2 separate regions of the Sus scrofa genome follow, and region 1 is linked to region 2. The links are chromatin contacts, called in public HiChIP or PLAC-seq maps. All regions are on one chromosome and are shown on one strand. Each heading gives the region's core, a stretch centred on a gene start, on an enhancer-like site or on the middle of the called end of the contact. The rest is flanking DNA. Distances are from core to core; before and after follow the strand shown. Region 1 has its middle 20 kb from the start of SP3. Region 2 overlaps RAPGEF4 (rap guanine nucleotide exchange factor 4).

Region 1 (5,495 bases), core at 2,980-5,479, 940 kb before region 2:
GCATTCTCATGGATGCTAGTCAGGTTTGTTAACCGCTGAGCCATGGCGGGAACTCCCCTTAGCTGAATATTTTCAAAGACTCTCCACATGGACTCGTCCTGGGGTAAAGAGCCTGTATGTTTCCCTGCTGTCTTCTGCTTGCTGTCAACACCTCGCTCTCCGGTCTAACTGAGACACAAGTCTGTGCTCAACTCTTACCCTAGTTCACCAGTCAGAACCCTGGTCCTCCCTCGTGAGTTCCCCAGGGTTCATCATCTGCTGGTCTTACTGTCTCTGGTGCCTCCCCCTCTAGCCCCTCCTGCTCACTAGAGCCAAATGAATCATGGCTTTCACCTTATCAGGCCCCTCATTAGGAATGAATTTTACAATATGCCTAGAACTAAATCCAGATTCCTTACCCCAGAGTTTTAAGCTTTCCATCAGAAAATTCCATGTGGCTTAGAAGACCTCAGCTTCCACTTGTTGCCACAGTGAATACTGTGCTCCAATCTAGTCTCTCTGATCTTCTTTCTCCTTCTCCCTTTCCCAGTCCATGCTTTCCATCCTTGTGCTCATCTCCTTGCCTTTATTTTTTTTTATTACTCAAATGAATTTATCACATCTGTAGTTGTATAATGATCATCACAATCCAATTTCATAGGATTTCCATCTCCTTGCCTTTGTTTTTACTGTTTCTCATTCATTCATCAGATATATTGAGCATCTATCTTATATGAAGCAGTGTTTTGTGTCCTGGGGATACAAACTCAGCAGTTTGGATTATGCCTTCTTCCCTCTCCCTCAATCCAAGGGAATCCAAACCCACACTGCCATCAAGAGCTAATCCAAGCCTCACTTCCCTAAAGTTTTCCTGGCTGATCCCCCGGACAGTGATAGGCAGCCGAGTGTACCGATTGAGAGTAAAGGCTTGGGAATCCAATAAATCTAGGATGAAATTTTTGTTTTGCTGCCCAGTATCTGTGACTATTAGGCAAGTTACTCAACCTTTCTAAGCCTCCAGTTGCCTCATCTATAAGATGGGAATCATGGTACTTCATGGGTTGCTGTGAGAAAGAGAGATTATTGTCAGTGGTGGTATTGCTGGTATCATCTTTCTCTTCTCTGAAACCTTGTAGCAGATAAATAATGCTTGGTCACTTAAGAATGATTGAATATTGGAGTTCCCATCGTGGCTCAGTGGTTAACAAATCTGACTAGGAACCAAGAGGTTGCAGGTTCGATCCCTGGCCCTGCTCAGTGGGTTAAGGATCTGGCATTGCTGTGAGCTGTGGTGTAGGTTGCAGATGTGGCTCGGATCCCACGTTGCTGTGGCTCTGGTGTAGGCCAGTGGCTACAGCTCCGATTGGACCCCTAGCCTAGAAACCTTCATATGCTGCAGGAGCGGCCCAAGAAATGGCAAAAAGACAAAAAAAAAAAAAAAAAAAAAAAGAATGAGTGAACATTACTTGTAGTGCTTTTGTGTATTTCATGAAACTCCTTTCTCACTCAGCAGTACTTAACAAGTGCAGAATGAATGGACGTACAGTAAGAGGATACGGGGCTCTCTCACCATCTCTTTCCTGTTGGGTCCCCAGTTCCTCAGGGACACTGGCTTCTGGTTGTCCTTTCTGTACCACCTCCCTGTCAAGATGAGCCCTTTCTGTGGACTAAAAGTCATCAAGATAGAAATGGAAATGCCTCTATTTGATCTGAGGCTAATGGGAGAGGGCACCTTTTACAAACTAGAGGATGCCTGAATTTCCAGCCTGTGTTAAGTAGCCATAGCAAAGTATAACCCATGGCTGCAATTTGGTCTGTCAAAGATGGAATTAAAAGTAAATTTGAAGTTTCACAACATAGTTCTCTCTATTACGGGTGCTGCTGTGCATTAAAATTGTCTGCGTGAGGCTCATTGGGATGGGCAGAGATTCAATCACTGTTAATGGCTTAAGGAAATGGGGTGGTGAGAATTAGGGTCATCCATCCCAATTGGGGCAAGAAAGAGAACCAGGAAATGTGTTTTTCAATCCTGACACCTTGCCAGCTGGAGCTAGAGGGAAATGTTTTTTTGAACTCATTGAGCATCCTACCCACAAATCATAGAGATAGCTGCGCTCCTTGAGAATAGAGATAATTTTTATGTGGTCTCATTAAAGACATGCACCACCCATTCTGAGTTGTGCAGAGCACCCCTTAGGGACCCTTGAAACCACACCACATCTCTTGGTAGAAGCCCACTTTAGCAAATGCCGTGATAGCTGGTTTTATGCAGTGAGGCTATTTACATGTCCTTAGTAACAGTTCGGACTGTGTTAAGAAAAATGCAATATATAGCATATGTGCCCACCAAACTCTGAATATTTAGCCATCAACAGATAACTAAGATGTTATCTACTAGGTATAATATTTAGGTATGGTATCTGGCTAAGTAGTCTTAGAAAGAATGAATGTTCTAAGCAGGCTACAAATCAACTTTATCGTTTTCAAAATAACTTTCATATGATCTCATCTGGTTCTTATGACAACCTTGGGAGAAGAGCAGAGTAGATAACCATAACCAGTTTTCAGGTGAAGAAAGGGAGAGGTTAAATGCTTGTCCAAGGTTACAAAGTCTTAAAGTCACAGAACTAGGATAAGAAACCTAGGAGCCATTATTTTTGTTATTATGCTCATACAGGTTATTATATTGACTCCCTGACATACTCCCCTGGTTTTTCTGCTCTCTGTCCCAGACACAGAGATTTCTGGAATGCATGTGCCCGTGAGCTGCTCTCTGTGCTCTGGGCTGGGGAGCAGGGTGTCCCTGACTGCGTTCTTGGCTTTCACAGGGGCAGTTGGGGTGGGAAGCCTGGACTGGCCCTGCTGGCCTGTTTCCTCCTTTTGCCTGGGGCCAGGCTTGAGTGGGATGGTTAGAATTGGAGCCCTTTTTACATTTCATGTTTTTCTGGTTTCTAAAAACGAAACAGGGTGAGAAACCCCTGCAGCAGGAGTGTTTGTTCCAGGCAGGGTGTTCCTGCCAGCCTCCTCCTGTAAGAGGATCTGCCTTTGGGCATTCCAACTCCCCAGCCTTGGTATGTAATCACTCTGATAAGTTTTAAAGATACATCATATTCACTGTCCAGATCCGACTTTTGGATTAGAATGCAAATACAGCAGGTTACGTGGTTTCATTTCATTTAAAAAAAAAAAAAAAAAAACCTATTCTTGAAGTTGAGAGATATACGTGCTTACTAATATCAAGCTGCACCTTTAAAAAGGGACCGTCCCCAAGCCCCAGAGGAGTCAGGCTGGATGGCTTGAGTCTGGAAGGAGTGGTGGTGACCAGCACAGGCTGACGCATGCTGGTTTGGTGGGGCACAGCTCAGCCTGGCCTCTGGAGGTTCATTATCTGAAAGAGGTCATTCACTCTTGAGGGGGAAAAAAAAAGGAAGGAAGGATGGAAGGAAAGGCCCTAAATTCCAGGTAATGGAATTTCATGAAGTTGGAAGCACCAAGGTCAGGTGAATAGGGAGGAGAGGGATTTTTTGTTTTGTTTTGTTTTGTTTTTTGCTTTTTAGGGCCACACCCACAGTATGTGGAGGTTCCCAGGCTAGGGGTCAAATTGGAGCTGCAGCTGCCGGCCTATACCACAGCCACAGCAACTTGGGATCCAAACCACATCTGCGACCTACACTACTGCTCACCTCAATGCTGGGTCCCTAACCCACTGGGTGAGGCCAGGGATCAAATCCGCATCCTCATGGATCCTAGTCAGATTCGTTAACCCCTGAGCCATGATGGGAACTCTGGGAGGATTTTAATTGAACAAGAAAATGTCAAACCCTGCTCCTTCCTAGCTGGAACTCACCCATGTTGCACATCTGCATTAATCTCGCTGCCCTTACTGTTCACGATTGTTTCTGAGGGCAAGGAGCTGAGTTTTGGATGCTCACAAATCAGAACGGTGCCAGGGGAAACCCAGAAATATTTAGCAACACTAACCAGAGAATGCAAATAGCCACCCCCTCCGGTCCCCTTTACGCGTGCGCTTAGATGCAGTGGACTCCAGAGGCTGCAGGGGAAGGCCTGACTTTGAAAGTCTCTTTAATAGGCTGTAAGGACATGCTTTCCCACATAAACTCTGAGACATCTGGGGAGAGAGCGAGATTGGAAGAAAGACGGGTGGAGGCAGGGAGACCTTCTCTGTATAGAATAAGCCAAGAGCGCAACAGCAGCCGTAAACGTGCCAGAGGGAGGGTGGGCAGAGAGCCAAGAATCTCTGAGCAAGAGCTGAGCAGCAGGGCAGGCCCCTCTCCCAGCACAGTCACTGGCCTGGAAGAGTGGGGGGTGCCTACCAGTTGCCTCAGCAACCAGGGGGTGTTTGGGTCCCCCCTCCCTGGGGTTTGTTAGAACTCTGGGCTCCAAGAAGGGGCCTCTTTACTCTTTCCAAGCTGCAGTGGTGAGTAGCTAGAGGGTCTAAAGGGGCTGGCCGTCTCTGGCTCCTGGAGCCACTTTCCCCTGGCCAGCTGCGTCCTGGGACCCAGCAAGGACTGCGTCACGGCAGCAGCTGTGTGTCTCTCTCATGACGATCTGCATGTAAAATCATACTTGCTATTGTAGCCTAACCTTTTCGGCATAAATGTGACTTCATTTTTAAACTGTTGTTTTGCTGGCTGGGGATTGTGTTCATTTCCTGAGTCTCCAGTGTCCTCCACAACTTCGTTTTCCCACTCTCCTACCCAGCCAGGCAAGAGAGAAACTGAGTATTGTGATGCCTAAAGTGTCTCATGCTCCTAGTCCTAAGAGAATCCGGCCCCGGGGAGAGGAGGTGGCCTCCTGAACACCAGCTGTGTGCCGTCACATCCAGGGGGGCTGGAGGACCACTGAGACCAGCCTCCTCCCCGCCTTGCCACCACCTCTCTTTTCAACCCCCTCCCCTTCAGAACCTAAACTGCATTCCCTAGGCTGCTGTATTCTATTTCCTGGCTCCCAGAAATCTTTGGTGTGAGAACAGGCAGAGGAATCTCCTGGGGTGCATTTGGAAGGAAGGGAGTAAGCTCAGGGTTGGATAACTTCCACGAGCAGAACCTTAACCCTGCTGCACAATGGAATCATCTGGAAGCTGTTAAAACATTGAGACGCTCAGGCCCAGGCTCAGGCCCAGATTCAGTGCATCAGACCTGCACAAATTTTTGTTGTTGTGGTTGTTCTTTTTAATGAAGGTATTTTTTGGAACCATTCCCAGGTGATTCTGAGATGCAAAACCAGGCTTGAGAACCACTGATGTAAAGATGGGTAGCCTGGGTATGGGCACAGCCAAGGTCTCTGTGTGCTACATAACAGATCCAAACCTTTTTTGTCTGCAGGAAGCTCCGCAGTTTGGGCCAGTCAGGCAGCTGTGCTTGGTGGGGGAGACCTTTTTCTTCCTCTCTTTATCTACAAGATACATCCTCTAACTTGTTCTAAACTTGATGGAGGTGGTCCTGGGTAAAAAGAACCCAGTTCTGTGGCACCATTATAGTAAGGGAGAGCTTTTG
Region 2 (6,042 bases), core at 2,495-4,994:
GTGCGAGAAGCACGTGGGAGGGGCTCGGCCAGGACAGGTAGATACACCAAAGCAAAGATGCTTATGAAGGACAGCGCTTCCTACAGATGATTCAGTTACATTTTGCCTCTAGAGATAAAGGCTTATAGGTGATGAAAGGGGACTCTCCTCCTTTCAGCAACACGCAAGGATGGAAACACAAGCTCCCAGGCCCAAGTGCTCCTCCTTCCTCCTCCCTGAGGAATGAAGGGCTGGCCAGAGAACTCTTTCCCTCCCCCAGGCAGCCTCCGGGTTTTTCTCTTTCGGCCAGGAAAGGGGACTCTGGGAGCGCTCCCCCATGCTACGGCCTTAATGTCTGGCTGCTTCCTGGACCCCATGAGGTTTTATACCTTCTTTGTTCTTCCCAACCAAACCCTGTGGATTCAGCGAGAGGGTTAAAAGCTGAAACCAGGTTGGGGAAAGCAGACTCTTTGAGAGGGAACCTCGGTCTCCTAAGATTCCAAGAGCCGTGGGCTCCAAGAAGGGGAGGCTGCCCCCTGGCCTCATGGCTTAGATTTTATTGGCAGCGGCAGCTTTTTCTAGCTGGAAGATGACCCAGCCACGTGGCATGCAGGCCTCACCCGTTCCCTCATTCCTATATTCAGGGGATGAGCTGCTGTGTGCTGCATCTGCCTGGAATCTTCAGAGAAACCCAAGACAGAAGGACGTGTGAGGACCTGTCCTGTCAACAGTGCAAACACTGAGGAGGAACAGGGAAAAAAAACAATTTCAAGAGGGAAGCCGGAAGGACCTATTTCAAGGAAAACATTGGGAGAAGCAAACAGCTGCCTTTGGTGGCTTTTTAAAGCATCACTGCAAATGAAGTCTCTGTTACCTCCTCCCTGCCCTCTTTTTGTGTCCCACTTACACATACTTTTTTATTTTTAGTACGAGTCTATTTTGGTGTGTATGTTCTATTAGAGATTAGTATTTCTTTGACTATAGACCGCATGTAAGGGGTCAGGCATAGTTTGAGTACTTAGCTAATGGAAAATAAGGATGTTCTCTAGCACAAATAACCAACTAGCCACAAACCACTAATATTGGCTACAGAAATTCACAACACACCTGCATAACTTCAGCACCAAAGCGAATTCTAACCAACTCTTGTTCCTCTCTCCATACACAGAGAGGTCTGAAAGGTGGTTAAGAGATACTTGGTATGGGTACTGAGCTGGGCCACACAGTCGGCCTGCTGGCTTATTCTCCCAGGAGCAAAGTGACTACCTGGATACAAAGGGATCTTCTGTCCTCGCTTAATTACCGATAAGGCTTCTTTCAACAGCAAGAAGAAGACCTTCCAGAGAACAGCAGGACGTATAAGCAAAACCTCTGAAGTCATCCAAGCAACGCTGTTGATTCTCAGCTTATTTTTATTTACATCTTATTTACCAAGAAGCTAAGACCTCCCCCCCCCCCCAAGACACCAAAGGACAATACCTTTTACAATTCACATGCTGAGGCAAAAGGAGACAGGTCACCTCCCTCCAAGTGTCCCACCTTTCCCACTGCTGTACAAGTGTATGCTATTTCTATTAAAGCACCCCAGTGAGCCTCTGTTTTTAATTCTTAAGGCAAAAGTCACAGCTGGATCGCAGCGGAAGCTTACCTCCCACGTTAGTGCCAAGCGGCTCACAGCAACATTACTTAGTCCCATGACGATGGCAAAAAAGGAATTCAGATTTTTGTACTCCTTACAGCTGAAACACAAGAGGCACATGTTGGGAGAAAATGTCACTTTTGAGTGAGATAAAAAAAAAAATTAGGGTTCTATTTTCTGATGGTCATTAATATTCGTCAGGACTCTCTTACGAGAACAGGCAATGATAGATTTAATGCATTATAAAAGTTTCCACTTGGGTGACCGTGTTCTGCTGTTTGATTTCTCATCGCAGTTTTAGAAAGGTGATGGTATTGGCCGTCGGTGCAGGTTTTGAGAAGGAAATTTAAAGACACCGACCTGGGGGATTGTTACTGTAACCCCAAAGCGATAAAACCTTGTTGGACTTGGAAGGAAACATCTCAGGGGATCTGAAGAGAGGAAGCAAAATGTCCTTGGAGGCTTTCAGACTTCCAGCCTGAAACTGGACACCCCAGGCTCTGGCAGCCTGAGGGAACCAAGGAGATCACACTGAACTTCCACCTGCCATGCAAATGCTTCTAATTTGTTGAACAAATATCACTGTACAAATCATGACCCGTATACAGCTAGTAACCTCAACAGCTGACCCCCAATAACGTTACCCGCTCTGTGTTTTAGCAGTGTTGATGAAGCTGATCATTTTGAACCTGTATTTTGGCCACTCTTTGCTTTTATGGATATATATTTGGGAATAAGAATATTGTGGGACAAGACCAAAGGTTCTTAATTAGAATGAAATGTTTAGCCCAGGTAAATGCAAAAAAAAAAAAAAAAAAGAATCTTCAACTTCTTCATACCAGCTTCTTGCAACGGGAAAGAAGAATTCATTTTGCAACGAGTGCAAATCCTTTACCACAAATCAATATGATTATCTAAGTTGACTACATCATAATTAAATCTTGTCTGGATTAGCATTTTTGCAAAAGGCTAATTGTTGCATTTGCTGCTTGTGTTCTCCTCGCAGAGGCAGCAGTGAGTGATCCTTACATGGGCTGTGTGGAAATGGGAAAACGGATTTAGAGAAGCTATGGAGCATCTCCTGCACCGGTGAGGAAGCAAGCGGGGACCTCACTCTCTGCAGGGTGGTAGCTCTCAAGTCAGGGGCTGAGGGCAATTTCAGAGCCCCTGGGCTGTAGCCAGTGAGTGGTCAGGACACATTTGTGTCTGTCCTTTGGGTGTGATCATGAAAGGCCACAGCCCTGCCTTTCTGCTCACGGCTCTGGTCACGGCTATCAAGTAAATAACTTTTATCACCCTAGGTAAGTCAGGACATCTTTATGCCTCAGTCTTCTCACCTGTAAAAAGTGAGGACCACATTTGGACCCCCAACTTCTCAACGTTCTGGGCAGGTCAAAGAGCTTCAATGGAATATATTGAGGTTCTCTAAAAATATCACACAAAACACGCGAACTGCCGCTAGGTTTAGAGGTCATTCCTGTAGATCCTGCTTTCTGAGTCTACAATCTTTTCCAGCTGGGTTGTGTAAAGAGTTCCACTGCAGGACAGCGCAGCTTAAATAATGGTTAAATAACATAAACCAATATATTCTGACGGCCACATCCACCCATAATCAGAAGGAAGAGAGCTAAGAAAGGCAAAAACATTAGAAAAAAATTCCTGTATGTTTGAAAGGCTCTCCTTGGTTGCTCTATAAAATTGCAAGACTGGGTCCCCAAAGCCTCTCTGATCTCCACGTCCTTGTGCAGACTTCATCTCTGCTCCCCTTGTTGCACTTAGCACCGCCAGGGGAGGGGACAGTGTACTTCTTGTAATGGGGAAGACAGACTATCACAACGTCCATACACGCCAAGGCATTTGTCCCTTGCAACAAGCCCGTTAGGCTCCTGGGGAAAGGAGCTCAACTAGAAATGCAGAAGCAACACTTTACCAAACCTTTCTTTGAAAAGGCAGCTCTTCCAAATTAAGAGATGCCAGCATTTAAATCGGAGGGATTTGGATCTTCTGTCGAACCCCCAAACTTTTGGCAGGATAACTCAAGGCTTTTGGCAAGCTGATATGTGTAAGACGTCAAGCGGTGTTTGCTTCTTTGTTTAGCTCTGGAGCTCAGACTCTGTATGAGATCTAAACTATTTGGCTCAGGAAAGCTGCCTAACTGGGGTCACTTGTGCTCCCCACCTTCCTGGGCTGGAGCTCCGTGCATTTAGAAAGGAAAGAAGTCTCCCAGCCACAAGCCACATTTAGCCTTTTATTTTTAGCATTGTGGTGATACCCAAAACATGGAAGTAAACAGGAGGTTGTCAGGCATATCTAAATAGCAAGAGAAGATTACATTCATGTCAGGGAGAAATCTAACTGGCCCCTGTGGTAAATAAATTGTTTCCCATGAAGTGCTGTTAAATAGAATGTTTGTAAGATGCTTGCTTTTTCCGATGTTTTTGGAGATGATTTCCGTGAACCAGGTTAGCTTGCCTTTATGCATTTTACTGATTTTTATCCTGGCTGAGTCGGATGCCCTGCCACATGCATGTTCCTACTGCCCTCTACTGGCGAGAACGTGTCATGTTCGACCTCGACTCGCCCAGCCTTTTAAAACAAACTTTGTACAGCAGAACTTTGCCAAAAGACTCATTTAAACTGAAGGAGGCACAAAGTCTGACTAGTTCAGAACAAAAAGAGGTCACAAGTTTAACTTGAGCATCAGTGCTCTAAGATGTTAATTTACATACTGGTGGCGTTCCTGTGGCTCAGTAGAAACCAATCTGACTAGTATCCGTGAGGATGCGGGTTCAATCCCTGGCCTTGCTCAGCGGGTTAAGGATCTGGCACTGCTGTGAGGTGTGGTGTAGGTCGAAGACGTGGCTCGGATCCTATGTTGCTGTGGCCGAGGTGTAGGCCAGCAGCTGTAGCTCTGATTCAACCCCTAGCCTGGGAAACTCCGTATGCCTAGAGTGCAGCCCTAAAAAGACAAAAACATTTACACATTGATGTCAAAAGCTAGACAGAACACCTGTTTCACAAGAGTTCAGCGCTTCTTAAGCCCCTGAGGTTGGTCCCGGTGCATGAGGAGATTTTATCTCTCACTTTTCTCTTTAAGGTGTAATCTAAGGGGACAGAATGAAAATTCAGCTCAAACATTTTTCTCTCTCCAAGCTGATACTTACTGGGCCGCTATCTTAATGAATTTTTTTAAGAGCTGAACACGCTTGCTGGGCTGGGAACAAAGGCAAATCTCAGTGACAACCCAAAACTGAATTTCATTAAACCTCCTCAGGAACAAATCCAAGTTCGCTGTGGTCTTTTTAAAATGATGCCTTCCAAATGTGTGATAGATTAGTTCCAGCTAGAAGAGAGGAAAACAATGTCACATCTTTGTTTTTAAATCAAAACAACAGCTCAGCTTTTCTCTTTGACACGACAAATCAATATTGGTCAGTGAATACAATCACTGACTGGGTTTCAGTTTGAACTTGGAAGATCCGAAGGCTCAGTGAGGCTTGTTGAAGCTGTAACTGCAGACTAGGTGCTATTGGCTTAATATACTCAGAAAGACAGAGCTTACTGTAAATTATTAAGATTTTTCTTTACCGCTCAAAGACTTCATAAACAGACTTTATTAATAAACTCAATGCTAAAAATATTATAGTTTCCACGTCACAGCATGCATTAACATTTGCAGGCTGCATCCAGAATTGCTATGGTACCTACGACTCAATGCTCTTAAATAGAGCACCTTACCTCGTGCACACAGTTGAAGAGTTCCCAATCATAAATTGTCATCTGGTATGCCAGATCTTTGGAGCTCATCAGTTCAAAAGTTCCCACTGTTCCAACAGTTGGGCCCTCCTGTTCTGGCAAGGGAGTCTATGAATAATAATGCAAAAGTAAATCAGAATCTCAAAACAGAATCTCAGAACAGATAAGCTAAATGCTCTAAGGAGTTTCTGATGGGAAAGGATTCTGGAGACGCTTTCAGGAATGTCTACAAAGTTTGACTTTGATTTTACCCAGAGGAGAAAGATGCCTTTGCTCTTAATGCTTGCTTGCTTCAGTGCCATCTTTAGTGTCAGCACCATCACTCTAACCAATCCCACCTACTGAAAAACGTGGACCATGGCAAATAAGATTCAGAAAAGGCTGACCCATGGAGGGTCTCTTCGGCGTGGGCCTGGGAGCTCCCTGGAAACAACTCCTTTCCCCTGGTAAACATGTAAGAAGTTCTTGGGGACTTTTTCCCTTATTTCCCACTGGAACTATTCCAAAGCAGGTGCTGGCATGGTGGTTTTGGGTGTTTAGTTACAATGCTGCTTACTATTGCAGGGGCTGGTGAGAGGGAGCTCTGTGATTATCTGTGCTGTCCAACTCCTCCACTTTCTGAGCTAGGAATGATAGTCATACGGTCAGGCTGTTTTAGGTTAGGCAGT

What was found. HiChIP or PLAC-seq counts read pairs in DNA pulled down with a chosen protein or histone mark.
Region 1: an H3K27ac HiChIP or PLAC-seq map of skeletal muscle shows a contact between it and region 2. The contact joins two enhancer-like sites. A contact is called at or near these places in 1 of 47 Hi-C or Micro-C datasets (skeletal muscle) and 1 of 2 datasets of contacts at active chromatin or transcription factors (skeletal muscle).

What each region holds. Positions count from the first base shown.
Region 1 is chr15:80,007,760-80,013,254 of Sscrofa11.1, reverse strand. No RefSeq gene overlaps it. Among named protein-coding and RNA genes, the nearest start is that of SP3, 20 kb to the right of the region's middle. Within about 2 kb of position 4,229, at least 42 of the 83 cell types and tissues checked have an H3K27ac peak or open chromatin away from gene starts, as enhancers often do. A contact at or near this core is called in skeletal muscle, where this site is marked.
Region 2 is chr15:79,065,498-79,071,539 of Sscrofa11.1, reverse strand. It overlaps RAPGEF4 (rap guanine nucleotide exchange factor 4), which reads right to left. Exons shown (of 31, transcript XM_021075197.1): 24 at 5,357-5,482; 25 at 4,783-4,961; 26 at 1,628-1,718. Among named protein-coding and RNA genes, the nearest start is that of MAP3K20, 110 kb to the left of the region's middle. Within about 2 kb of position 3,744, at least 11 of the 83 cell types and tissues checked have an H3K27ac peak or open chromatin away from gene starts, as enhancers often do. A contact at or near this core is called in skeletal muscle, where this site is marked.